Linked DNA regions of Mus musculus: all the other regions are linked to region 4. The links are chromatin contacts, called in public HiCAR-type, HiChIP or PLAC-seq and promoter capture Hi-C maps. All regions are on one chromosome and are shown on one strand. The core of a region is the stretch at or near the end of the contact, and the rest is flanking DNA. Distances in the headings are between cores, read along the strand shown.

Region 1 (5,389 bases), core at 708-3,207, 2.5 Mb before region 4:
GAGAGGGACACTCTTATAGGATCTTGCCCAAAGAATCCCGGTGAGCTAAAACAAACAAAACATAAACAAACAAATAAACAAACTACTTCCTGACCATGTTTGCCTAAGCAGGAATGTTAGGTCAAACATATGTATCCATTTGTGAATTTCTCCAACCCCAGGTGACTTTCTGCCATGGAGCTGCAGGTACTGCTTCGAATAAATCTTTTCTTGCTTGCATCTGGTTGTTCACTGATTCAGTTTCTGGACTTTCTGAGGCCAAGGTGATAGGAAGCATCTCACTGCTTGGAATCTTGAACCTGGGTCTTACATCCTTAGCGAAGCTGGAAGAATGCTGAAGCTGAAGTAAGCTGTCAGTGAGGATTCCATAGCAGGCTGGGGCAGGGTCGGGTGGCATATTTATTGGTTGGCACAAGAAATAGCAGCGGTGGTCTGTAAGTTCCTGCTTGCTTCGGGACCTCTGCATGGTGTGATCACCCATCTCACACCAAGCTGGAAAGAGTTCCAAGCAGAAGCTCTGTTGTGAAGCCTGCTGTTTTTGGTCATCTTGCTTTGTTAATGAGATCAATGAGAGTTCTCTCTAGTTCTCTAAGTGATTCAGTCCTTTTCATAGATTTCCCTCTATGTCCACTTGAGGGCGCTGGAACCCACGTTACCGAGCCTCGCAAGAAACTTGCTCAGGGATGCTCTGAAGCCTTCCAAAGGGGCATGCTCCAGATGGTGGCAGGAACCCTGACAGCCTGTCTATCTATGAGAGTCTAAATGTGCTGACTCGCTGAAAGGGAAACCATAACTCCCACTTAGGAATCCCACAGCACGGGTTTGAGCCCATTTTAAAAGAGGCATTCACCAAGCTGGAGGGAGTGGATCGGTGGGAAATAATTGGAGGAGGGGACACCTACCCAGGGATCTGGCACTGGTTGGTCAGAGTGAAGACAGATTTGGGGAAGTGGGAGATGGCGCTGCCTTTCCGAAGGGCTTTTGTTTGGAAGAGGAACTAGCTTCATTTTATGTTTCCTGCGGCTGAACTGGAGCCTATAAACAGTATTCTCTTCTCAATAGAGAAGAACAAGGAAAGAGAGCCAGCAGCGTAGCTGAAGCAGCAAGCTGGGCTAAGACTGTTTCCAGCTCACCCATGGCCTGCTAATGACACCACCTTAGGGCTCGACAAGCCAGTAAACTAACCTTTAACTGTCTCCTAAACTCAGTCTTTGCATGAAGCAGTCTCAACAGTGTCTCCTGAGGATGGCTATGGCGACCCAATAATTTAAATAAAGTGTTCAGCATAGTGCCAAGCAATTTTACTTATCTCTATTTTCGAGAGCACAACTAAAAAATAAAAATGTATAACTGACCCTGAAGACCTATGGTGGACTCCCATTAAAGGTGGCTGGCTCTATGCACCCAAGAATCTGTAATTGATAAGTGTTCCTACTCCTGCTTTGCAAAGGGGGCTAAAGCAGTGCTCAGAGAGCCTAAGAGATTTGCCAAAGTCTCCAGACTCTGAGGTAGGCAGGCTGAAAGCCCAAGCCTGGTTTGTGTCTTCCTGTGGCCCCAAGCCAGGACACGCCACTGCCTGTCTGTGTCAATGCTAGGTCTTCACCCAGAGGCCCCTAGGTCTGGTGAGCTTTTGGCGGGTTTATTCATCATACACAATGGCGCAGGGGCACATATGTTGCGCTGGCAAGGCTGGGCATATTTTCCAATGTCGGGGAAAGCAGTGGATGAATGAATAATACAGGCAGAGAGATCAACAGAAGGGGCAAAAGGAGGCCAGGGCCATATCAGCTCCCCTGCCCCCAGCAGGGCAGCAGAAGGCGCAGCTGGCGAGCTGCAGACTGGTGCTCCAGTCCAATCATCTTGCCGCTGGATTTTTGCACAGCTTTCCTTCCCCATTCTTTCTCGGTTTTGACACTTGTGATTATTACCAATCCTGGTGGCGCTGACGCACAGAGTGCAATGGTTACCATGGCATGCTTAATAGCGAGAGCAGATGTTTGGCAGGGGAGCACCATGCATTCTAAATACACAAGGCGAAAGTCGGTGGAGGGCGTAATTGATTTGCTGACTGCAGTGGGAAGCCAGCCCATGCCTGCTCAGGGCCAGGGCACCCTACCACACATCCTTGCTTTAACACTGCACAGTCTCATCATCAGCTGACCTCTGGTAGGCCCCTGGCTTTCCATGTTATCAATTCCCACCTGCTCGCTTGTCTTCTGCAGTACTTAACACCTGCAGCCTCCCAAACAAGCTGTGTCTGGTCTGTCTCCCGTCTGGGCTTGGCACAGCTGTTCCTACAGCTCAAGACGAGGTTCCTTTGTCTGCTGAGCAACACCCATGCAGACCCCAATTCTCAACTCAATCCTCTGTGTGTCTTGGTTATATCTGAATCGCTGAAACTGCTTGCTTTCTTCGTGGAATTTACTGCTGTGTTGTAGCTTGCTTGACTTCTCTCTGGGTAGAATGGTAGTTTCTTGAGGTCAGGAACTATGATATCTGTAAAAACAACAAGAGCAATAAATAAATAAATAAATAAATAAATAAATAAATAAATAAATAAATAAAACACTTGACTTTAATTTAAAGGGGGAAATGACACCAAATTAAACTTTCATTCATTACCATCAGGATCGAGTTTCTTGCGAAACGCTGTATAACCGGTAGCAACACCAAGTGGTGGCCATGGACGCACCCCCTCCCTGTACACAGGCTAGTTATCTGTATGCACAGAACCATTTTCTATTCCCCAGCTTCTCCTAGAAATCTGCAGTCCTTCTCTCATCCACCTCTAGGTTTTCCAATCTCATCTGCCAGTGAAGACGCTTCTTGATCATTACGCAGTTTCTTTGGCATACCCTCCCAAACATGTGTGCCCACTTCTTGCTTCTGCTTCCCCAACACCTCGTGCTAATTGCTTTCTCATTGCTCTGACAAAATACCCTGACAGAAGCAACTTCAAGGAGGAAGGGCTCACTTTTGCTTGCAGTCCAAGAAGAATATAGCCAATCATGACAGAGAGGCATGGTAGTAGGTTTGGTGGCAGGAACAGGATAGCTATAGTCTCATTGCACTCAGGCTTAGGATAGAGTGAGCAGGAAAATGGGGCCAGTCTTAAGTCCCAGTCCAATGGCTCACTTTCTGTGGCAATGCTCTTCGTCCTTTTTCTTTAACAGCATCATCAGCTGAGGGTCAAATATATGAAACATGAGCCTATAGAGGACATTTCACATTCAAATCAGAAGGTCCATCCCTATCGCTTCTCGGCCTTTTGGCTAAGATCAAGTGTAGAAGGTCCATCCCTGAAACTTCTTCAGTCCAATGTCAAAGGTCCCTATAGTCCCAGGAAAATCCCAGCACTGTTCAAACATCCAAAGTTTCATCAAAAACCCAAGGCAGTCTCTCAACTGTGACTTCCTCTGCCATTTATTTTTTAAGAATTGCATACTTCCAACATACATTAGCAGAGTATAGATTCCCACTCCATAGGAAGGAATGGGACACAGTAATGAAAGGTAGAGCCAAAGCAAGACCAAAACCTAGCAGGGAAAACACTAAGTTCTGCAGTTCTATATCCAGCATTTGGGATCATCTCGGAGGTGTGTAGAGATATCCCTTCTATGCTGACAGATACATTCAACCTCTTCTGTCAGCATAAAGGAAGCACAAAGGCCTCTTTGGATTTAGAAGGTGTATGTTCCTCATGTGCGTATGTTTCTCTATCCTAAAGACAAAATGGCTTGGAAAACTGCTGGGTATTGAGTGAGGCCCAAAACAGAAAAAGGCTTTTTAATAGGCACAGAATCCAGTATAGGTTGCTCCACCACTTGAGTCATATGATCCAGAAGACACCTGGTATCTGTTGGTGGCAGGTGGGGATACCGTTTGAAGAGTTTGGGTTTGTTGCATACCATCCCTCTTCCTCCATCACACACACAATGAGCCTTGTGATTTGAATGTGTAAATCATAATGGAGGCCCTTTGAAATTCTGGAGTATGGCTCTACTGTAATCTGCAGACAACCACTCCCCCTTTGTGAGACAGGTCTTGATTTGATTTTTGGGTCTTCTGTGGAAACCAAATGTTCGGCATGAGATCATCAAGTTATCCAGTTACCTGGGCTTCCATCAAGAGATGGGTATTATCTGACCCTCCATGTCATAATGTTGAGAGTGCACAACAGAAATCCATCCTTACGTAGAAGAAGGCCAAGCAAGGAACCTAGTGCTATGTTGGATACATTGTACCAGTTAGTTCCATCACATAAAATGCATTACTTGTTCTTAGTAGGATAATATTCTGGTTATTACTTTGTCTTTCTTTCAAATAATGCTTTTTCCAAAACCATCCATGGACTTACAGAATGCCTTACTTACCATAATGAGATCCCATTTCTGGATGAGGGTCTCACTTCTGATTTAGGGACTTACATCACAGCCAAAGAAGTGTGGCAATGAGCTCACCTTTAAGGAATCTGCTGATCTTACCATGTCCTCCTACCACCTCCGTGAAGTAGCTGGCTTGATACAACAGTGGAATGGCCTTCTAAAGACACACTTACAGGGACAATTAGGTGGTAATGCCTTCAAAGGCTCATTTGGGTGGGGGGTTATCTAAAAGGTTTTATGGGACTCTGATCAACATCTAATATGTGGTATTGTGGAGTTTGTTTGTTTGTTTTCTTTTTCTTTCTGTGACCAGGATTTCAGGGAGGAAAAATGAGAACGGTATTGCTCTCTACTATTCCTAGACCCATTAGAAAAACATTGCTTCCTTGCCACGTGTTGTGGCACACATCTTTAATCCCAGCACTCGGGAGGCAGAGGCAGTCGGATTTCTGAGTTCAAGGCCAGCCTGATCTACAAAGTGAGTTCCAGAAGAGCAAGGGCTATACAGAGAAACCCTGTCTCGAAAAAAACCAAAAAAAAAAAAAAAAAAAAAAAAAAAAAAAAGGAAAAAAGAAAAAGAGAAAAACATTGCTTCCTGTTCTATGGTTTTTTTTTTTTTTTGTACTGAAGTTTTATTTCCATGAGAGGTGATACTTCTGCCAGGAGGTTGCAACAGACATTTTATTGAACTGGAAGCTCAGACTTCCTCTGGCCACTTTGGGATCTTTGTAATTTTGATTCAACAGGCTAAGAAAGAATTGACAGTATTAGAAGGGATAATTGATGCAGATTATTTTGGGGAAATTATCCTGCTTCTGCATAATGGACGCGAGGAAGAGGAGTGCTTCAAGAATACGGGAGGTTCTTTAGGGTATATCATGGAGCTAAGCGTCCTGTGGTCAAGATCAGCTGGACACTACAACTTAATCCTGAAACAATGATACATTGCTGAAATACTTTAGCAATGAAGACTGGGGCCACTCTTTTGAGTGAAGAACCAGCAA
Region 2 (5,536 bases), core at 1,588-4,087, 2.2 Mb after region 4:
TACTGCCTTCAAAAAGCCACTGTATTTATACTTAAAACATATCTTGATTCCAGTTCTTAATTTTCAAGAGATATTTAATCTGTATTTAGATTCAACAGTGTGTATATATATATGTGTGTGTGTGTGTATATATGTGTGTGTGTGTGTGTGTGTGTGTGTATGCATGCTAATGTTTGTTTCCCAAACAGTTAAGTTTCCAATACCTGAGTCATTTATGGATTCTAAAAGTTAAATGAGTTTCAAACTTGATCTCATCAGCCTCTTTAGTTTAGATGGCTGGAGCCTAGGGTTGCTAGGGGCTACAGTAGTAGCTGGTACAGACTATTCTGTCAGTCACTTAGATTTTTTTAAACCTGAATCCGGATACAAGCCCTTAACCCACTGAGCAGCAAGTCTTGCTGCCGTATACACCAACTGTTCCAGTATGTTCTTTTTCTACAATACATTGCAAAGCAGCTGTTTCTGGAAAGTCGGCTCGGTAAGGAGAAAGGTGTTATCTCAAATCAGGGGCATAGCCAGCCAAGCTTAGTGGCACACACCTTTAATCCTAGAGACAGGTGATCTCTGAGTTCCAGGCTAGCCTGGTCTATGGAGAGAGGGGGAGGGGAGAGAGGAGAGAGGAGAGTGGAGAGAGGAGAGCGAGAGAGCGAGAGAGCGAGAGAGAGAGAGAGAGAGAGAGAGAGAGAGAGAGGGAGAGAGAGAGAAAGAGAGAGAGAAAGAGAGAGAGAGAGAGAGAGAGAGAGAGAGCACACCACACAGAGAACAACCAGGGTTAATTTCCAAGGAAAAGGGGAGAAACCTTGACACTGGAGCTTCTTTGTCTAGGACATTAGTCACCCTGTGAAAGTTACAATTATTGTTTACACTAAGCCTCTCAACTTTCAGAGAACAGCTGCCGCTGCATCCTAAGACTCACTCTTCTTCAAGTACCCCTTCCTAGCTTCTGTCTACCAGGCTGATCTACCAGGGTTGCAGATCATAATCCACGAGTCCCACTTTATACATACAAAGACCTGCTACTGTTTACATGCCAACACATATGAATAATAAACACCACACCTCAGTTATCATTCATGAGCCTCAGTATTCCAGACTACCTCGAGAAAAGCATTTACTAACACTATAGCTTTCTCTTCCCTTTCACGCTGGGTCACAGCTCACTTTGTTCCCCCAGCCGCTGATTTCAAAGTTGATCTCGTGAAGGAACTGGATTCCTAAGGTAGTTAGTTCTATTTTGAGCCTTCTTCCTGTTCTGAAGCTAAAGTTGGAAGGGCTTAGTGGTGATGTCATGGAAGGGAGAAGTGCCTTTTTTCAGAAGGGTCTCTTCTGGCAATTCCCAGGACACATAGGTGGTGAACGATCCCCCTCTCACCATCCCTCACCTCTCCTTCCCTCTGGAGTCCCAGTTAGTCACTAGCCAGGAAGAAAATCAACTCTAATAACAGGCAATCACACTTGCATATTTTATATTCCAAACATAATAAATGAAAAGACAGAGAAAAAAATTGCCTAGTTCTAGGAAAGGGGTGGGGGTGGCTATCTCTCCCCATCCACTCTCTCCAATATAAGGCCAGGAGGAGCAAAAGGCACTGCAGAAAACAGCTGTTAGGAAGAATTCAGGAGGCTCCGGGAGGAGAATGCTACGGGGGTTTTGGAAACCGGAACTTGAGGACACCCCCCCCCAAATCCTTTCTTCTTCCCTCCCTCTTGGAAGAGACTTGGGGCTGGGTGTGCCTTCTGCTTTGAGAAGCATTTGGCTCGGTAGAAAGGCAAGGGGCCAGGGTGCGGCCCACAGGGAATAAAAGCTTAGGCCTGGCTCTGGGCTAAGTTTAGTGGGAGATAGAGGAGACCGGAGAAGTGCAGGTCTGAGTGGAAGACCTACTGTGGAATTAAAAAAAAAAAAAACCCTCACTAGGGGCAGGGCGGGAGACACCTCTCTTTTTCAACTTAAACTCAACAGTTCATTGCCGGTGGGAAGAAGGGTGAAGAAAGAGACAAATTTTAACGTAAACTGTGAATTGCAACTTCTGGGGACTAGAGAGGGCTGACGTACCAACGCTATCAGCAGGTGAAAAGAAGCGCCTTTTACCAATTCTGGGGTGTCGAGGTCTGGCCAAGCTCTGGTGGGCAGGGCACTGTCTGGCTTCTTAGCTCACCTCGCCTCCAAAGCGGGAAGAAGCATAGGTGTGGTCTTTCTCCAGGAAGGTGGCAGCTGGCTTCGCGGGGCAAGGGAAAGGATTCCTCACCGGGAAGGCGGGGAGGAGCCCCGGGGTCAGCTGCGGCCAGGAGCCGGGGTCTTCGCCAAGTCCCCTCCCCCTCCTGAAAACCGACCTGGACTAGGATCGATTACAGCAACACCCTCTCGCCTTCCCAATAATTTCGCAAATAATAGTAATAAGCCCAGCCCCTCTGGCGCACGTTTAAAACAAACAAGCAAACAAACAAAAACCCAGAGCCCTGAGCGGTGGAAACAAACAGGTGAGTCCAGGGAGAAGCGGGAAAGAGTGGGGGATAAGAGGGGGGGCGTTCCCAAACGTAAGGGGAAACAGAGGTTCTCCCAACCTCTCTCCATTTTCCTTCCCCCTGCCCCCCAAGAGTCTGCGTGACAGGCTAGGTACCGCAAAGCCCACTCTGACAGCCTTCCCGCAGCCCGCGCCCCCGCCTGCCTACCCTAGGCTCCCGTGTCCAGGCTTCGGGGACCGCGCGGCGCTCGCCCGCACCCCGGCCCGCCACCGCCGCCGCGGGGACTCCGCTCTTCCTCTCTCCGCCTCCTCCTCGCAGACTCCTCCCGCCGGATCCGTCATGTAAACAACATCCCGGCTCTATTTCCAGCGGCCGCGGGACGGCGAGGGAACCGCGCCAGCGCCCAGCCACCGGGCGGGGGTGGGGGGAAAAGCGAGTGCGCCACAGCTCCGGGCCTGGCCCCGAGCTGCCGCCCCGCGCGGTCCGCCGCCTACCGGAGCTGGCGCCGAGCGCCCAAAGGCGTCCAACAGCAGCCTCCGCCCCCGCCGTCGTCTCCGGGCTCCGGGATACGGGGCCGGCCCGGGTGCGAGCGCCGTGCGCGCGCCGCACAGCCGCTCTCTGCGCCCCGCGGGCCGGCCAGGGCGCGCCGCCAGCCCGGGGCCGAGAGCGCAGCACCCGGAGCGCGCACACGGACGCCGCCCCCGCGGCCGCGCGCACCCCGCACCCACCTGCGCCCTCGGGGGTCCCGAGCCCCCCTTTCTTTGTTCATCCCGCTATTTGCATGAGGATTATCTAATGACGCAGCAAGGCTCGCCACAACGTGACCGTCGCCATTTTTCTGTTTTTATTCTAGCTTTGCCATGTGATAGATTGGGGAAGGGGGGGGGGGGGTGGAAAAGGGAGAGAGACAGGATTGAAGGAAAAAAAAAAAAAAAAAAAACTTCCGGGTCTCATGACCGGGAAGGGAGAAAAACAAAAGGGAGACGAGACACAACTCCAGGCGAAGGACGTGGTGCGTGTGCGCGCGTGCGCGCCGGTCTCTCCGTGCCCAGGAGCCGGAGGCTGGGGTGCTCCAAGCATCCTCCCATCATCAGGGTCCGCGGATCCTGGTTGTGCGGGCCTTGTGCTCCATCCTTCTGCTGGGTACCCGGCTGCCTGCCCTTGCCTGGCTCCAGTGGCTCAGTGGTCCATTCAAATAACAGAATCGGAAGACCGCTGCATTTTCTAAGTTGTAAAACAGTTCGCTCCGAGGACCCCCACATGGCGAGGGCAGGGGGAATCAGACCAGTTCAGATTTTCTTTCTGCTTCCTTTTCTCTTTTCCTAAAGCTGGACGCACAGCTTAGGGATGGTTTGTGGCGTTGCGGGCTTTTTGGTTTGGTTTGGTTTGGTTGGGCGAGGGCGTGCATCGTGGCTGGATTTATTGAGGTAGAAATTTAAATAAAAGGTTCAGTGCTAGGAAGGGTTGAGAAGACTGCTGCAGAGCTTTGGGCCGATTCGTGTTCTACCGTGTTAATTCACATTCACAGGACGTGATAGGTGCCCAGAGTTCACGGTTGCTGAAAGGATAAATGTCTGGAACTCTGCCAGGTCTCAGTGACAGAGTTTGGTGCTTTCGGTTACTTGTGTGTGTTCCTTCAAGAGCTTTCACTTTTGTTTCTCTTCTGCGTGCCTCTCGTATGATTGAAAGCAGAAGTGGACCTTAGCGTTGACTAGGGCGCTACCACTTACAGGTGAGAGACACAGGGTAGGTCTAAGCTAAATACCGTGTTAGACCCCAGTTTGTTTGGACCGAGAGACAGCTGAGGGGGTAAAGTAGAGCCTAGCACCGTGCAGCTGTAGTTCCGTTTTGTAACATTCCTGTGCCTAGAACTTAAAGATGGATAACTCAGAACTGCTAACCCCACAGGACTGCTGCGGGGGTTCATGACCTCTTCCGGCACCTTTCTTGAGTGTTGACTCAAATATGTGTGTGAACACAGCTTCTTTTCCTCTTCTTCTGGGGAGCATCCTTGTCATTGAACAAGGCAACATGTGTGCTGTGAAGTGTTTCTGTCCTGCTCACAGAGTTGAAAGCTCTCCTGTGTCTTCGTAATATTTATTTCATGGTGCCTTTCAACGTCGGGATTCGGGACAATGACTGGCTTTTCCGCTAGTGGGGACAAGCTTTGAGAACCACAGCTCTCTGTAGTCAACACTGTTTTCTTGCCATAAAAGCCAAGGGAGGCTTGAAGGAGACCTTTCCCACAATCCAATCCTGACCAGTCTAGGAAATTCCTTGCGTGTTTCCGGTAAAGGTTGGACAGAAGTCGTTTCATGGCTCTTACACCTTTTGCTGACCATTCTTGGCAGGCTTCTTTGGTTGCACATCCAAGTAAAACATACTTTGTTCTCTCAACTTTTTAAACTAACTGCTTTCCCCCATCTTTTTTTTTCTTTCTTTCTTTCTATATTTGGCTCCTCTTCTTTGAATTCTCTCAAATTCAAATAAATAAATTAGTTATGCCGACTCCTGCTCTTTTGCTTTCATGGACTAGACTACAAATGCTTGAAGTCTGAACTGCGATTTAATCTTGTTGAGTTAGGAATCAAATCATAGGTTCTATGTTTTCCTTAGAGGGGAGTAGGAACTGAACCCAGGGCCTAATGTATGCTAGGGAACAGTGTCCCTGATCTGCACCCTAACTCAGAACCTCTAGGTCTGGGACCCTATGAATTAGCTCCCAGTGCTAGTAGCAGGCCAAAAAGGGCTGTTGAAAAGATGCATGTCCATATTTATATGTCCATGTTATATATATATGGACCTGGGAGATTCTGTTGCATAGCTGCGTATATCTGTATCTATGAATAGGACAGATAATAGCTAGAGGCCCCATGTGCTACTCTCGATAACCACAAGAATGGTCATAACTTAGCTATAACACCATAAGCTTTCATTGAGGTGGGAAGAAGCCTAATTATATAACTAAATCATCTGTTCCTTTAACTGTAAAGCTGAAGAGAAAAAGAAATTGATGCGAACTCCAAGAGTGTAATTATAGGAAAAACACCCACGTCTCTTGCCATCAATACAT
Region 3 (5,749 bases), core at 2,698-5,197, 2.5 Mb after region 4:
TTTTTTTTTTTTTTTAACTATTCTAAAAATAAGCCATAAAGTTTGTGGAATGGTGATATATGTTGGTTTGAAACTAAAAGAGTAGCTATGAATACTGATTTTTTTCCTACTTAATATCTGTTATATTGACAAATACTTTAAACTCTGAGTCGTGATTTTATCATTTGTAAAATAGATTCCTTACAGGTCTTATGAGGCACCATGTGTGTAAAGTATTACCTCACAGATACTAGCCAATAACTATCAGTACTGCTAATGATAAATAAGACTAGGTGCCACACTGATGGTTTTTGAGCTGGAAATACATGGAGCCCTCAGGTTCAGAAACGGCTCCAGGAATAGGAAAGTCTGCTGGGAACACCTTATTCCTTGACACTTCTACCAGTCTCCTTGGGACGGGGTGAGATCTGGGTGTAGAAAATGACAGATGCTTGTTTCTGTTAGTGTCATAGCACAATTCTGTTTAGGATGCACTGTGACCTTAGAGCCTCCTCTGGGGCAGATGTGTGACCTTGTTGTGCCCTTACATGTGTGGCGCTGTAAGATCTGGAGTTTGAGAAGGGTATTTTCTGTGGACTAGGGGGAGGTGATACTATTTATTATAAACTTACTAATATTTGCTATATCAGGGCTCAGAAAATGACTACAAACTACAGATTCCAGAACCCAAATTTCTCCTATCTCCCTTCTTCTTTTCTTGTATCTCTCATTCTTTTCTAGGCAGATCATAGAGACTAGAATTCATCTTTGCCAAGGCAGGTCATTGAAACCACACCTTTTCCCCAAAGCCAGATGTAAAAACGAAAATCACTCCCAATCTCCTCCCTTTTGCCATAAGAGTTGGCCACCTGAAGTCCTCTCTCATTCTCTGTAGATCACAAGGTCTCTTTTCCAGGGAAGGGTCTTGTGCCATATCTGGAGGGAGCGCTGCACAGAGCAACCAAGAAGAATGAATAGACAGACCCTTTGGATTCCTCTCTTAGTCCATTACTGTTCGGCCAGTCTCTTTCTGGCCCATAATCTTTCTGTGTGGCTGCCAATGCTTCATCAAACCTAAACATAAGATTGCACAGTACACACAGACTTCTTGAGTCTTCTTCAGCCTGCAGGCTTCTGTGTCATTTCAAACTATGATCAAATAAATTTGCTATGATTTTTTTATGTTGTAACCTGCCTTTTGCTATAGTTGTATTGGCCATGAAACTTTATGAATGGTAAAGGGATCACCCCTTTTTTGTTCCCAGAGTTAATATAATCAACCCTTGGTATATGCTATAGATGAGACACTAGTAAATATGTATATTAATATGAAATCAATGAATTGCTTTGAACTCTCTTAAGATAAGGTTTTACTGTTGTTTCTCCTCACTGTCAACCCCTGCCTCCTCTGGGCATAAGATCTACTATGAGAAGAAAGCAACTGATTAATTGCATTAGTGTTTCAAGACTTGGTCTCAGCTTTCCTGTTCCGTGTCACTATTTGAGCTTGAGTTTTACCAACTGTCTTAGTTAGGGTTTTACTGCTGTGAACAGTCACCGTGACCAAGGCAAGTCTTATATAGACAACATTTAATTGGGGCTGGCTTACAGGTTCAGAGGTTCAGTCCGTTATCATCAAGGCAGCAACATGGGAGCATCCAGGCAGGCGTGGTGCAGGCAGAGCTGAGGGTTCAACTCCTTCATCTGAAGGCAGCTAGTGGAAGACTGACTTCCAAGCAGCTAGGGTGAGGGTCTTAAGCCCCCATGGTGACACAACTACTCCAACAAGGCCACACCTCGTAATAGGGTCACTCACTGGGCCAAGCATATACAAACCTTGCACCGACTGTAAAGTGGTGATAATAAAATCTAGTTCGTAGCCTTTGATACTTGAACTCAAGGAGGAAACCCTAAGATTCATCTTAAGGACTCTACTCTAGTCACAGGCAGTCAGACAGTGGCCCAGGTTAAACAGCTGAGTAACATAGGAGGGGGCTGGTCGGAGGGAGATGCAGGTTCCAGTGGCTTTTCTTCTTGTGGAAATGTGGAATTGGTGAGTAGGATGGTTTTTGGTGCAACATCTGGCACAGGAAAAGTCCACTTTCTCAGGTAAAGTACTCAGTCCAGTTGTTGTTGGCAGAAAGCAGTCGGAGAGAAACAAACAGTGTGGTTGAGGGTGGAAGGAGAGTGGGACGGTTTACATCACATAATCTCTTTATTTAAGGTGGGAAAAACCTACCTCCTCACTAACAGATCTCAGTGCTTATAAAGGAGAAGTTAAAAACACAGGTCTGGCAGAGCAATTTTCTGAGTGCTTTTATAGGCACCATAATCCCCCATTTTCACCAGGTACGTTGTCCATGATGCTGGCACATGCCTGACACTGCAGACCCTGTGTACAAGCTTCATCCTGTACACACTCTCAATGGTACAATGGCTTAACTTGTTGTAATGGTTACAATAGTATTAACAGTCTAAAGGAGAACAATTGCTCTATTGTGGTAAGTTATGCAAATGTGCCTCTCAGAATCACTGATTGTATACTAGGTTCTTAGCAGATTAAGCATATATATATGTATATACATATATATGTGTATATACATATTTTCCTTTTAAGTTTAGAACTTCGTGGGTTTTGACTTTCTAACCTTGTCTAAAGAGCTGTTTGGTTCAGTTCCTATTCTTTCTGAACTGCTTTCTGTAGAGGACTTGGACTACTGGATGGTTTCTAAGATGAAGGAAGATTCCACTGAAGAAGGTAAGAATAAGATGGATCTGGAGGAGTGAAAATTGGCCTTAGTTACTTGCAGGCCTGCGTTTATTTAAGGACCTAAAGAAATCCGGACCCACAGAGTTTGTAATGAATGAGGGGGATAGACGGACGCGGTAGTTTACACAAAATGTTAATGTAGTTTGCTACAAAGCAAGCAAATCTATACAAAAGTCAAAGATCTTACATAGGGATATCTCTAATCCTGATTTCTGGTGCTGTCACTCACTCCCGATCTCTACTATATCAGCCACACACTCTCAAAACAAACCACACAGGCACACAGGAAGAGTCGTCCTGGAAGGTAACCTCTCCCCATCCTTATCCCGTGCCCCACTTTTTCCACCAGTCCTTTCAGGCAAGTTTCCTAACAGCCAGCCAGGGTGATGGTGAGCATCTAGAATCTCCTGAGGCAGAGCCTGGGCCCCAAGTCACGACAGTGAGGAAGGGATGGACCCCAGATTGAGAAACAGGGCTGAGATGTCTCAGAATCCAGGATCCCCCGAAGAGTTAAAATAAAGGAGTTATTCTGAAGTAATCAAAGTGGGAGGGGGCTGAGACTAGGAGCGGAGTTCCCGGCCAGCGGGGCGGTGCTGAACAAACTGGGAGACTACTGGAATGAAGTTCTGAGTGGCAGGAAGTAGGACCAGTAGAGTCCGAGCTATGAGTGGCGGAGGCGGGATCAGTCCAATGGGGTGGAGTTCTGCATGGCGGATTGGGATCCGTGCTGGCAGGGACTGAGCTCAGCCAACTGGGGGCGGAGTCCGCGAAGTGGAGGAAGGCGTTGGGGGAGGGTCTCCATGAGCTGGAGGCAGGATTATGTGCCAGAGTGGCGGAACTGTGGGCCGAGCGGAACCGGGCCCGGCAGAGGAGGAGCTCAGAGTGGCAGGGATCAGAACCAGTATAGGAAATACTGAGTGCCTGTAGGGCAGAATCTGGCATAATTGGGTGTGAGGTTGTAATTGGCAGAATTCTAAACCAGTAGGAATCAGGTTCTGCATGGATGGTGGGATTGGGCTTCTGGGGGCGGGAAGCCACGGGATGGGGCGGAGTCTAAAATCAGGGGCGGGGCCTAATGAAGGGGCGGGGCTCCGTTGGTTGGGTAGGAAGTCAATACCGTCAGGGGGCGGGCCGGGCTTTGGATTCGCGCGCCGGCCCTGGCTAGTCTGGGTGTGGGCGGCTTTTGGAGAAAGCCGGAAGCAGCGACAGCCCCAGCTCCAGAGACATGGCGGGCGTTAAAGGTACACTGCGACCCTCGCCCGCGGCTAGTGGGTGGGGTCGCTCCTGGCTCCAGGCTGCATGGCGAGCAGCCTGTGTGCGGGTGTGCGAGTTCCTGCAGACCGCGGCCTCCCGAATGCGCGGCAGAGGTGTTTTGCGGAGCCTATAAACGCTCGCGCCCACGCCCACGCCCGTCAGTTCCCAGGCGGGGGCTTCTCCCGTGGGCTGTACGTTCCACAGTGGTCCCCTGGGCTTTTCAGTTCTCCGTAGGTCACATCAGGGTCCCACATCCTCACCTTCCTGCCCCGCCGCAGTTTCCTGTGGCTTACAGAGGAGCCTTTGTGTCCAGGATGTGTGTTGGAAACTTGGTCCTGTTGTTCCCTTACGGTTTTTCTCGCTGGGCAGAATAATTTCGGGCGTGTGGCACTTTGGAAAGTAACCAGAAATACCCTATTCGACGCAACCTTGGGGCTGCAATTAGATGGGATTTTAACAAGACTTTTCTTGAGTGTTTACTGGTCTGTGAACAGAGCAGTATGTGCTGTTTGTGTTCTTGAATGGTGATGAAAGGAGGGTACCGAAAGATTATCACCCTGATCTGTGTGAATGCAGAGCTTTGGGCGTTGGGTGGGGACAAAGTTACTGGAAGGCTTCCTGGTATTTGGATTTCTGGTCATCCGCACAGAGAAGACTTAATTTATCTCTGTGTTGGACTTCCTTTCTTTGAAAACTATCCACAAAGACCTTCCCACTCACCAACATCTGTAAGATGGATACAGTGTATACTCATGTGGATGCACTGTACATTATCTGTGCACAACTAGTAACAGACATAGCTAACCATTTTGGGGGGACTTTTGTATTTCAAATCAAAGTAAACATGGTTTACTTGGGCAATGTCCACTGTATGACGTATCCATTTGAAGACAGTGTAGAAAGCATGTAAAATTGTGTCTCACTACTACAGAGTGTTCAGTCCTGGACAGAAAGTACAAAGTAGCAACAGTAATTTATGGGCCTATGTAGTGAAAAGGAACAAAGGCTATGAAGTAGACAAGAGCACAAGGAAGTAAAACTTTGCCCATAATTCAACTGTTATTGAGAAACTATGCTGGAGACTTGGGATAAAAGATAAGTGAGAAGTTTGGACTGAGTTGATTGCCGAAAATAATTATATTGCTGTGTAAGAAAATGATGTGTGCTCTGACAGTTGAGAACATAGAGATAATATAGTGGAGGGAATCATGTTGCTCCAAAAGATATGTTTTAAGTTGTAACTCCCTGCTGCCAAATGAGGGTGTGGCCTTGTTTGCAACTAGCAGATGTTATCAATCTAAGGTTGCCTTGTGTGATGTCCTTCAGATAAGGGGGGAGGGGGAAAGCACAAAGTAAGGATTGAAGCAGAGGGCCCCAAGATGGCTTGGTAGGAAAGGCACTTGCTGTCGAGCCTTAAGACCTGCGTTTGATCCCTGGGACCTACCTGGTTGAAGGAGAGAACCAACTCGAACAGGTTATCCTCTGACCTCCACACTTGCACACGCAGTATGGTGCATGGCTACAAGTAGATAGATAAACGTAAATAAGTAATTTTTTAAAAAGTAAGAGAAACTGGAGTGCCGTAGCTGCAAGCCAAGCAGTAGTATAGACATAGCAGCACTGGGCAAGGAAGTTTGTTCTCTTCAGAGACGCCTTAATTTTAGAAGCCTAACTTCAGAACCGAGAGAATTCATTCCCTTTGTTCAGAGCCACCCAGATTGTAGTAGTTCGATGTGAAGCTAATAT
Region 4 (5,863 bases), core at 1,347-3,846:
TTCTCCAGTAGCACCATGTCTGCAGGTATGCTGCTATGCTGCTGGCCATGATGATAATGGTCTGAACCTCTGAGATTGTAAGCCAGCCCTAACTAAATCTTTCATAAGAGTTGCCTTGGTCATACTGCCCCTTCAATGAAATACTCAGGCAGAGATTATCCTGTGCTACAAGAAACCCTGTCCCTAAACAAAACAACACTAAAACCTGCACATTAACAAGAGTTAACAGTATTAATGAGAAGGATGCTGTGGAGCCTCTCGCATGGTTGTGCACACAAAGAAACTCTTGAGAATTTTTTGGTTTGTACAAAATACAGTGTTTAGGACCTGAGGGACAGAAAGGTTCAAAAGGCAGTTCTTGCCTTTTAGAAGGTAGATCAGCTAATAAAGGGTTACAATTTAACAAATGTTTGATTGCGCAGTCAAGTTTATATACACTTTTTTTAACTTTGTAAAAGCGGAAGCTCTCTTCTCTGCCCTTTCCCCTTGACATTTCTCCTAATTATCTCCTAATTATCAACTCTACCCCTGCTCCAGGAACAGCTAATAAGTGCTTTGTCCCTAATCTGTTGAAATGAGCAGTCTGTCCAGTTTTGACTCTTATGTATATGGCAAGTGGCTGAAGTAGACAAAGACACATTTACAGGCAAGACTACTGCTGGGAGCTGCAGCTCTAAGAATCTCTAAAAAGCAGTCTGTTACATAAATTATGTACTTTTAAACCCCTCTTCCTTTACACAATTGAACATTAAAACTGCTTTAGAACCATGTCTACCAGAAATGAAGCATATTTCAAAAGCTTCCTTAATATCACTGTAACTTAGTGTTTATTTACCACAAACACCAGTGAATCCCATTCCCCCTAACTATAGTTCATCAGCATTCCCACCCAGTCACTACTGGAAATGTTCTCTCCCACTGCAATTCCAGTTTGGTGCATGAGTATGAAAAGCAGCAGACTCTTTTCCATGATCATAGATTTTAAATATTTACTTGCTTGTACTGCATAATTTAGCACACTGGAGTCGGAAAGGGGTTTATATGGTAGTGGATTCCTTGCCAGTGTTAGAGAATAGAAAGTCCCTCTGTGACTCCCTTGTGAGACTGTAAAAATGTAAGGCATTACCGTTTCCTTTTCTAACCAATTAAAAAGTTTGTTTTACCATAAATCTGCAGAAAGCCTCTGCTTGTGGTATACATATAATATACCATACTTTTCTATAGTTAGCATATAAATCCAAGCCTCGGTTCTCATGGTTTGTTAATATAGTATGACAAAAAATTAAAATACAGCCATTCTGGTAGCACATGTGTGATGGTAAATCTCGGTGGTCAGTTTGACTACATCTAGAATTAATTCAGACCAAAGCTGCTGGGTACTGTAGTGAGGAGTTTTCTTAATCAGATTATTTGAAGAAGAAAGACCCACTCTAAATTTAGACCACATTTTTTTGGTAGCAGTCCAAATAAAAAAAAGGAAGGAAACTGTTCTACATCCATTTGCCCCACCTTTGCTGGCAAGTTTATTTGTCCAGTTGCTGCCAGTACTAAATCCAATTTCTTTGGAATTGAAATGAAGACAGTGCTCCAGGAATCTTCCAGGATCCAAGTGCCAGAATGGGATTTCTGAGACCTGTAGCCTCATGGACCAATTACCAGAGTCTTGGCCTTTTCAGTGTGAGACAGCCATTGTTGAACTACCTGGACCACATCCTGTAAGCAAGTCTAATATACACTCCTCTTATCAGTTCTGCTTCTTAGAGAACCCTCATACAAGTCCTTATAGAAGTTATGAGAAGGACAGCTTGTGAGATCTGTGCTATCTCCTCTCCAAGTCATCAGAAAGTGTTCTGCATTTCAAAATATGAAACAAACTATCCAAGCAGACAAAGGAGCAGATACCTTGTTATCTATGCTAATAAATGACCCTCTTGTTGTCTTGTTATACCCCTGTCCGGCCCATGTGACTGGTGAATAAATTGCTCTAGTAATTAATTCTAGGCAACTGTTTTCATGAGACTAACATGAAATAACTTTCCCAGCGTCCTAGCACAGATCTCTTATTCCAACACTAGGGGATTGAGAGAAGATAATGAGTTCTGGGTCAGTCTGGCTGTATTGCAAGTCCCTATCTTCAAATAAAACGCCACTCAATTCTAATCGTGAAACAGTTAAAATTCAAAGAACATATTTTGTATTCCAGAAGGCGTTCATTCTCTCGATGTTTAACTGTTTAACTGTCTGGTAGCAGAGATTGTTGATTTTTTTCCCCCTTGTAGTTTCTGCTCTTATTTCTTATGTATTGCTCCAACAGTCTGCGTTACTGAAAACAATATATTAGTAGAATTACATGTTGACATCATTTAGTATATCTCTCCCGATTTTTTTTTTAAAGGCAGGTCCTGTACTGTAATTCTTAACATGAATCTGAATGTGAAAACTGAATGCTCCACCAGGATGTAATCAATACCCCATACCACAGCTTGCCTTGGAGTAGACAGACTGTTAGTCTTTTAATCCAAGTGGGCTTGGTTTTAAGGACCCAGAGCTCTGTGCATGCTGGATCTTGTAGTCCCGAAACCGCAGACGCTCACCGTGCGTGGCGGGTAGTAGCTGAAGTCCAGTAGTTACAGTTACGAGGGACAGCTGTAAATCTAACTTGGGCCTGCCCCTCACAAATGAACTGCTCTAGGCTCTGAGCTTGCAGCCCGGGAGCTTAGGGTCTCCGACAGGGCTTCCTGCAGGACCGCGGCCTGCGGAGGCTTCGGTGTGCTGTGCTACGGTGGCCGCGCGGGGCCGCGGGCCGCACGTCCTGCGGTGCGTACGCGCTGTTCGGAGCGGCTGCTGGAGCCGACGCGCGTCTGGTGTGGGGACTCCTGCGCGGCTGTACAGTTATCCAGTCCCGTGTCGCCGAGGGGTCGGCTCGAGGCTGGCGGAGTGGAGAAGGTTGGAGCTTGGTGTTTGTAGTCTACGAATGGCCGGTTCTGGGGGCGGCCCTGCCCTTGGTGCAGACCCGTGGCCAACCGTCTGGGTTCCTGGAGGGTTTTGGAGCCTCTCTCGATTCTGCTTCCTCCTGAGGGTTATCTTCTGACGACTCCTCCTCGCCCTTTGAACTGTAAGCCTTCCAGTGGCCGGCTGTTCTACCCTTCTTGACCAGGAAAGGTTTTCTCCCTAGCCGCCGTATCCCATTGACTCTTCCTTGTTTCTCTTCATTTAAAACAAAAAGAGTGTATGTGTGGGAAATGTTAGATCTCAATCTGTCCGTCTGTAGCCCCGTTGCCCCTTTCGTTGTTTGAAACCGCAATCTGTAGCATTATATACCCTGGCTGTGCTAATAACGCTGACTTCATAGACCGGCTTTTGCTCATTCTCACATGCCCACCCACATCTGAGGGTTATTGAAGTTGGAAACTCAGACTACAATCTTCCGTGCGATGACCCGACATCACTGGGTCAGCTCAGCATAACTCTGCTTGAGTTTATTTTCTTAGGGTTTTTGTCGTATATTTTTGTTATCTTTATTGATTACTTTTCCACACGAGGTTCATTGCGACCTCGGGGCTAAGACTGTATTATTTTATAGCTTTTTAATCTTTGAATTACTTAGGTGAAGATTTCCTTCTGTTTGTTTACCTTTTCTGACCTTACATTCCCTTGGGAGTTTGGAATTGATTTTGTGTCAGTTGATAGCAGATAGACACAAAGGAGTGATCTTTCCTGCCTGCTGCTTGTGGCTTTTAATTAGATTATGAGTCTTTGGAAGTGCCCAGAGGGATTGGAAAGGTTTTGAAATGTATTTTCGGAGTTTCAAATGATAAAGCTTTTATTTTTCCAACTAGGGAAGAGTTCTAATTAGTCTAGTGTCTGAAGCTAATTAACTGGTTCACCTGCCATAAGAATTTGAGAACTGAAGTTAAAAACTGGGCAATGTGAGGGATTGTCTACATTAGTAAAATGAGTTTAGAGGCCCCCTTAATTGATGCTTTTTCTATAAAAGGGGATGCACATATATTTTAAAAAGAATATTTTGTTATGTGGGTGTTTTTCTACACATATGTCTGTTCATCATGGGTATGCCTGCTGCCCCCTGAAGTCAGAAGAGGGTATGTGATCTCTAGGGACTGGAATTGCTGATGATTACCTTGGGTGCTGGGAATCGAACCAAGGTCATCCACAAGAGTAGCCAGTGCTGGTGACTGCTGAGCTAACTCTTTAGCCTGGATACAAATATATTGAAAAATGTTTTGTGAAACTCTTTTTTTGAAGCTTTGTTCTTAGTAGTCTGATAGAATTGGTTAATGCTTTTGTATTGCTATTTGCTAATGTTATACACAGAGATATTTGGTGTCTTATTTTCTGGGAACCCTGTAATTTAAGTGACTTTCCCAGCTGCCTTTTTAATTATTGTGTTGCAGTGTTTCTAATACTTCTTTGTTTTGTTTTGTTTTGTTTTAAAACAGTCTAACCACACAACCTGGGCTAACTCAACTCTTTCTTCCCACCTCGGTGTCCAGAGTGCTGGGTTTATGGGCGTGTGTCATTCTTCTTTAAGAGATACAGTCTGTAACTATCAATAAAATTAAAACATATGCTTCTGAGTTGGGATTATTTCTAATCAATCTGAAATACATTCAGTTATGTTTGCTATTATAAATGTATACTATTTTAGAATTGGTGGGTGCCTGTAATTCCAGCTCTCAGGAGGCTGATGCAGGAGGAGTTCCATGAGTTTGAGGCCAGGCTGGGGCACATAGTTTGTTCTAGGTCAGCTTGGGCCATAGAGTGAAACTCTGTCTCCAAACGTAACAAAACAAGTAAACACTAAACCACCAACCAACCAAACAACCAACCAAACAAAATGACTTCCAGGAACAAACAAAACCCAACATACTCATTTTCAGAATTCATTCATGAAATTCTTTACTGGAAAAAAGGTAAGAAGCTAGCTACATAACTACATAATTTTTAAATATACTTTCCTGAGAGTTTTGAGTTTCAAGTTGACTTTTTTCCTGAGATTTTAGTCACTTACTAGGCAGTTCTTGAATTCTTACTATTTAATGAAATGATGACTTTCACTGAGACCACCTTGCCTCCATGGCTCATCTTTGTACTATATAAGTTCAAAGCATCATCTCCTCATTATATGAACGCAGTAAGCTATTATTATCGATGCTTTGAAACTCTTTCTTTCTTTCTTCCTTTCTTTCTTTCTTTCTTTCTTTCTTTCTTTCTTTCTTATGTGAGTACATTGTCGCTGTCTTCAGACACACCAGAAGAGGGCGTCAGATCTCATTACAGATGGTTGTAAACCACCATGTGGTTGCTGGGAATTAAACTCAGGAACCCTGGAAGAGCAGTCAGTGCTCTTAGTCACTGAGCCATCTCTCCAGCCCCAAGTCCAGGTCTTTTTGATGCTTCTCCATGCATGAAAGCTGCAAAGATTTGTTCTTTATCTTGGGATGCTTAAAGAGCATCAGCTCAGCAAATATGGGTGCTAAGGGGCCATTTTATATCTATCCATTTCTATGTACCTTTCTGTTTGTATATCCATCTATTTTATAGCTATCCTTCCATACCTAACATCTATGTATCCTTCTATCTATGTGTCTATCATCTATCTATCATCTACCATCCTGTGATGAGACTTCATCTCTATCTTAAGTAATGGGCAGAAATTGCTTTAAGTAAAAGTTACGAGGAAAGAATTGCAGGTGGAAGGAAGCATTAAGTGAACAGATCCCTAAAGCTGAACTGTAGAGGCTAGAGACTGGAAAGACAGCAGTGGGCTGCTTCATGTCGCCAGCTGCCATGCACTTAGCAGGTACACAATGCCTGCACTCAAAGAAGACACTTTTAATGA
Region 5 (5,394 bases), core at 2,170-4,669, 2.6 Mb before region 4:
CTATTCCCCTTCAGTGAAGTATGCCTGCTTTATTAGGATAGTATCATGTGGTCTGTGACTCTCTTTCTTTACACAAAGCTACATTGATTAGACTGTGATGTACCCCAGGGAAAGTAGGAAACACAAATGGGGTTGATCAAATTCATAATACAGAGGCTTGTCAGCTAAATTTACAAGTGAACAACCCTTCACAAAAGTGAGTATTCATATCCTCAGCAGACTACCTCTGTGAATAAAATATTTATCCAGTGTACAGCAAAAATGTGACACACTGCACAAAATGTTCACAATCCAGTCTAAAACAACTTGCCTTACCAAAAACCAAGACAATCTCAGCTTTATAGATATAGCACAGATATTTATCTTATAGGAGAGTGAAATATTTCAAAGTGCTATTATCCACATGGTAGGAATTTTTAAGAGAGAAATGAAAGTCACATAGACAAATCACCTTAGGCATGTGAATACGAATCCACAGAGACAGAAGCAGCAAACACAGGGCTTATATGGGTTTGTACCAGGTCCTCTGCATATATACTACAGCTTTTAAATACTTTTATGGTGCTCCTAAGTGTGAGAATAAGTGGGCCTCTGATTCTTGGGCTTACTCTCAGGACTTTTTTCCTCCTACTGGGTTGCTGTGTCAAACTTTGATGTAAGTTCTGCTTTATCTTACTATATTTTATCTGTCATGTTTGTTTATCTCTTAGAGGGCTGTTTTTTTGTTTTGTTTTGTTTTGTTTTGTTGTTTTGTTTTGTTTTTTCCAAATGAGATACAGAGAAAGTGGATCTGGAGGCAAGTGGAGTGGGGGAAGAGCTAGAAAGATTGAAGTGGGTGAAACCTTTGATAAGGATATATTGTATGAGACAAAGTATTTTCAATAAAAAAATTAAAGATACAGAGAGGAAGCAAAGGGAACTGTGAGCACAAGAAGCTCCTGGGTTCTAAGTGCAGATCTGTGCAGGAGAGATCAGCAGTGAAGTGATGTGAGAACAAACACTGGCAGGGCAGAGGTGAGAAGCAGGTGAACCCTTCGTAGCACAGAAAACATAGCTATGGAAAACAGCAAGAGCCAGCAGCAGAGATATTACAGCTGTGCCTGGGTCCAGCTGTCTGCCAAAGGCAGGAAAGAGAAAGGGTAGATGAGAACATTACTGAACAATTATAGAAACTTCCTAGTATAACAAACCACAAATGTGCCATGAAGAACCCAACAGTGCAAAGCCTCAAGTGAAGCAAAACCACCAATATGAGCAGGAAAGCTACAATCCCAGAGAAATCTATCGAAAGCAGAGAGAAATTAGCTTAGTACTTCTGGAGAAACTAGAAAGGTGAGAATGAAGTGGGGGGGGGGGACATTAGAAACATAAGTGCAACAGAGAGTCATCTAGCGTTATACACTCGGGAGAAAGACAGTGTGGTCAGAAGAAAGACAGAGCTACTGGAGGATGAGTAAGGGCCAGAGACAACAGGCTTTTATGCCTTTGAGTTCCAGCTGCACAGGACACTGAAGAGCAAGTTAGAGTCTAATGTGGTTCTCAGTGTGTGTGAAGACAACATCTGAGACAGCAGTAGCATAGAGGGGAGACAGAGATCTTCTATGCTTGTGGTCACTTTGTTTCCTGTGGAAAATGGTGATAGCAAAATCTCATCAGCTTCCCCTGCCTATTGCATAGCACAGAGCTGTGGCTGGAAGAATGATAAAAGAGATTTAAGAAAGACTGAAGGAGCTGAGGAGGTTTGGAACCTCATGCGGGGAGCAATAGCATCAACCAGCTAATTGTCCTGAAGCTCCCAGGAACTGGACCACCAAGCAAAAAATACACATGGAGCTACCCATGGCTCCTGCTGCATAGGTGGCAGAAGATGGCCTTGTTGGATATCAATGGGAGGATCGACCCTTGGTCTTGAGGGTGTTCAATGCCCCATTGTAGGGGAATGCCAAGGCTGGAATGCAGGAGTGAGTAGGTGGTTGGGGGAGCACCTTCATAGAGGCAGGGGGAGGGGGATAAGATAGGAGGTTTCTGGAGAGTAAACCTGGAAAGGGGGTAACATTTGAAATGTAAATAAAGAAAATATCCAATAAAAGAGAAAGAAAAAGAAAGACTGAATGGGTATAAAAATGCAACTACTCAGAAAGTGTCCAAAAAACACACAGGGAAGGAAAAAGAGAAAAATAAATAGGTTAAAGTAAATATGAAAAAAATATGGGTGTATGCCTTTAAATAGTAACAATCAGAAAGAGTCAGACATCACTAGTAGTGGGAAGTGACAGGGATAATCAAACATGGCTGGAGTATTAACTATCTAAGCAGAGAAAATAACTATAGATAAAGAGAAATATTATGTGGGAAGATGGTCATATACCGAAAGGACACTATTTCAGTCTTTCATGCACACTATGTGCACATAACAGTCTTTCCAATTCAAGCAGGAGAGCTTCCAGAATGGAGTGGAAAAACATGCAGACTTCCTGTGGAGCTGGAGACACCTTTCCCAGGGGTTGAAAAAGTTAGTAGGTGAACATTCAGCAAGGACTTACAGGACAAACAAAGATCAATAAGAAAACTGATTACTTGTAGAAAACTCCAATCAAGAGAAAAACACATTTTGTTTTCTTTACAAGCGCTTTAACAAACTAAGATGAGGTACCACTTCTGTACCCATTTCTGAAATTGAAAGGGATTATTTATCTAGATTTATTATCATTCCGTTAATATGCCATGGTTTAAAGACTTAAAATCACATACAGGGAGTTCTCTGACCCTAACAGAATAACAATGAGAGCAAAGCCCTTCATACAAGAGTAAATAAAAATCTCCAACTATTTGAAAATCGAACAGCTTATATCTTAAAGGAGGACTCACACAGGTTCTGAGTTCTGGATATCAGGTTGTGATCACCAGTCTTTGAACCTGGTCTTCTGTTCTAGTCTCAGTAAGTCCCCTGTTCCTGTAGCTCAGGATTAAGTCAGGACAGACAAAGCAAGACACCCGCACCCCTTCCTACCGGCTGGATTGAGAGGTGGGGCTGCCCAAAGTCCAACTGGAATATGTTGCCCACGAAAGGCAGACCCCAAGGCCCTGGGGGATAGTTCTTGGGGCGCCGGTTTTTGAAGTAATCAGCCAGAAGCAGGAAGGTGACTGCAGCCACCAACAGAGTCCTGGGATGGAGCGCTGCCCAGATCGTGGCTAACAAGGAGCCGGTAGCAGCGAGCATGGCTAGGACTGCAGCTGGTTCGTCTGAGGAATGAAGGTCTGAGCTGCGGCAAGTCCCAGGTGCTAACAACAAGGGCACCCTTCTAAAACCGGTCCCCTCAGTCCCTCCCTATCCCTTTCTGTCCACTCCCCTTTGCTCCTCTGGTTTCCTCCCTGGAGCTGGGCTCTCGCAGGAAGTGACAAAGCTTCTGAGAGTAGTTTCCAATCTGCTGGAACCGGAGAACAGGAGAACCCCTGATCACGTGCACAGAGCTCTTCTCTCCGCCCCTTAGAGCTTTTACCCATTCCTTCCCAAACTTCCCTCCCATGCCCTGCCATGCTTTGCTCTGCCCTGCAGATGCCCAGACTGCTTCTATAGTGGCTAGGTCCTTGGCACTGAGTTCCCACAAGAACATGTAGAAAATACAGTTTTAAAAGGCACCAGTAGATAGTAAAAAGTGAAACCAGGAAATCTCAAGGGGTCCCCACCCTAGAAAAATTATTACAGGCAACTAAAGGCTACTGAAAGGGAGATTTAGTCTTCCCCAGACAGGAGCCTTCTGTTTTTCAATACTAAGTGTCCAGCCCTGAACCCATATACATTTATATTCATGTGATATATATGTATATATAATCAATTAAAGAGGCCATCAATTTGAGAGGAAGTAAGTGGGGAGACAAGGGCAGGATTGGAGGGAAGAAAGGGAAGAGGGTGAAAGGGTGTAATTATATTGTAATAAAAATTTAAAATAATAATTGAGCAGGGAGTGGTGGCACACACCTTTAATCCCAGCACTCTGTAGGCAGAGGGATGCAAATCTCTGTTAGTTCAAGGCCAACCTGGTTTACATAATGAGTTTCAGGACAGGTAGAACTACTTAGTGAGACACTGTCACAAAAAACTCCAGCAGCAGCAGCAGCAGCAGCAGCAGCAGCAGCAGCAGCAGCAGCAGCAGCAACAACAACAACACTAATAGTAATACTAAAAGGCAGTCTAAGATAGATTGTTTTTCAGTCAATAAGTCTTTCCCTCTGAGGAGACAATTGTGGTGGTAAGGTTTGTGATTTGCATGAACCCCAGAAAGCATCACGGACATCTGGGAGCCTGTTCTATAAGCAAACTTTCCCAGTGACTGCAATGTACCTGAGAAACCAAGCTAATCCTAGTAACAGAGTGGCAGGCAACATCGTCACCTCCTTGCAACAGATCACTTTGTTTTAACAGAGCTGTGCTTCGTGCGCCCAGGAATGTTTAATGAACACTTGTTGGAAAAACACTTTTGTCCTGATCATTGTTATTACTATTTTTATTATTGTGGTTCTGGGGACTTAACTTAGAGACCTATAACAGGGCTATTTATTGTAAAAGTAACTGTTTGTTTGTTTGTTTGTTTGTTTGTTTGTTTTTTCAAGACAGGGTTTCTCTGTGTACCCTGGCTGTCCTGGAACTCACTCTGTTGACCAGGCTGGCCTCGAACTTAGAAATCTGCCTGCCTCTGCCTCCCAAGTGCTGGGATTAAAGGCATGTGCCACCACAGCCTGGCATAAAAGTAACTTGTTTGCCAGATTTAATTGTCATCTTGCAGGCTTACTGCTGAACAAATTCACACTTTCTACCTCATTCTTTTTGTTGTAATGTTTTCTTTTATTTTTGCTTGGGAAATTCCTCCTATATTTATAAACAAACAGGCATGTAAAATCACAGTAAATGACAGAATTCATTCATTTTATCTAACTCAGAAAAAATATATCTTCTCAGAAAATTGGTTTGCAATGCATTTTGCATCAAGTACCACACTGTCTTCATACAGCTAAATTTTGTTGAAAGGAATAGAGAAGCTGGAAGCTTAAGTGGTGAGGCACTTTGTAAGTATGATACATAAATTTGGGTGTTTACAAACACATTTTTAAATAAGGAAATATTCAACATCTTTTTTCAAGCATATGCTTATTGCTATTTATGTGGCAATAAGTGTCTTCAAGTATGTACAGAACCTAACTTTTGGCAACATAATATTCTTAAATAATTTTTCATATAATTTTTAAGTCAGGAATGTCCGTGAGACTAGTGCTAAGCCTCACATACCAGTTACTGGGTTTAATCACCTGAGTGTTGTATGTCACCCTTATGGGGAGAAATGAAGAAATACCTCTTCTCTCCAAAAAGTATACCAAACGTCTTAGTATGTTACTACA

The links. Promoter capture Hi-C pulls out the DNA fragments that hold promoters and counts their contacts. HiCAR-type assays count read pairs that join an accessible place to other places. HiChIP or PLAC-seq counts read pairs in DNA pulled down with a chosen protein or histone mark.
Region 1: an H3K4me3 HiChIP or PLAC-seq map of embryonic forebrain shows a contact between it and region 4, with 6 times the contacts expected there. The contact joins the enhancer-like site here to the promoter of Atg4c in region 4. A contact is called at or near these places in 2 of 39 promoter capture datasets (hippocampal neurons and pre-B cells), 5 of 484 Hi-C or Micro-C datasets (B cells, cerebellum, cortical neurons and 2 more) and 3 of 115 datasets of contacts at active chromatin or transcription factors (astrocytes, embryonic forebrain and pro-B cells).
Region 2: a contact with region 4 is called in a promoter capture Hi-C map of pre-B cells, with 3 times the contacts expected there. The contact joins the promoter of E130102H24Rik here to the promoter of Atg4c in region 4. A contact is called at or near these places in 4 of 39 promoter capture datasets (the 3T3-L1 cell line, hippocampal neurons, liver and 1 more).
Region 3: a HiCAR-type map of astrocytes shows a contact between it and region 4, with 3 times the contacts expected there. The contact joins the promoter of Leprot here to the promoter of Atg4c in region 4. A contact is called at or near these places in 1 of 39 promoter capture datasets (pre-B cells) and 1 of 115 datasets of contacts at active chromatin or transcription factors (astrocytes).
Region 5: a contact with region 4 is called in an H3K4me3 HiChIP or PLAC-seq map of pro-B cells, with 9 times the contacts expected there. The contact joins the promoter of Cyp2j6 here to the promoter of Atg4c in region 4. A contact is called at or near these places in 2 of 39 promoter capture datasets (liver and pre-B cells) and 1 of 115 datasets of contacts at active chromatin or transcription factors (pro-B cells).

The regions. Positions count from the first base shown.
Region 1 is chr4:96,696,099-96,701,487 of GRCm38.p6, forward strand. No RefSeq gene overlaps it. Among named protein-coding and RNA genes, the nearest start is that of Cyp2j5, 35 kb to the left of the region's middle. Within about 2 kb of position 1,958, at least 47 of the 459 cell types and tissues checked have an H3K27ac peak or open chromatin away from gene starts, as enhancers often do. A contact at or near this core is called in cerebellum, cortical neurons, embryonic forebrain and 1 more, where this site is marked.
Region 2 is chr4:101,353,411-101,358,946 of GRCm38.p6, forward strand. E130102H24Rik (RIKEN cDNA E130102H24 gene) reads right to left here and starts at 2,838. Exons shown (of 2, transcript NR_040708.1): 1 at 2,671-2,838. 0610043K17Rik (RIKEN cDNA 0610043K17 gene) reads left to right here and starts at 373. Exons shown (of 4, transcript NR_040640.1): 1 at 373-478.
Region 3 is chr4:101,643,836-101,649,584 of GRCm38.p6, forward strand. It overlaps Leprot (leptin receptor overlapping transcript), which reads left to right and starts at 3,948. Exons shown (of 4, transcript NM_175036.4): 1 at 3,948-3,990. The coding sequence starts at 3,975.
Region 4 is chr4:99,191,338-99,197,200 of GRCm38.p6, forward strand. It overlaps Atg4c (autophagy related 4C, cysteine peptidase), which reads left to right and starts at 2,597. Exons shown (of 11, transcript NM_175029.3): 1 at 2,597-3,115.
Region 5 is chr4:96,550,232-96,555,625 of GRCm38.p6, forward strand. Cyp2j6 (cytochrome P450, family 2, subfamily j, polypeptide 6) reads right to left here and starts at 3,420. Exons shown (of 9, transcript NM_010008.4): 1 at 3,011-3,420. The coding sequence starts at 3,220.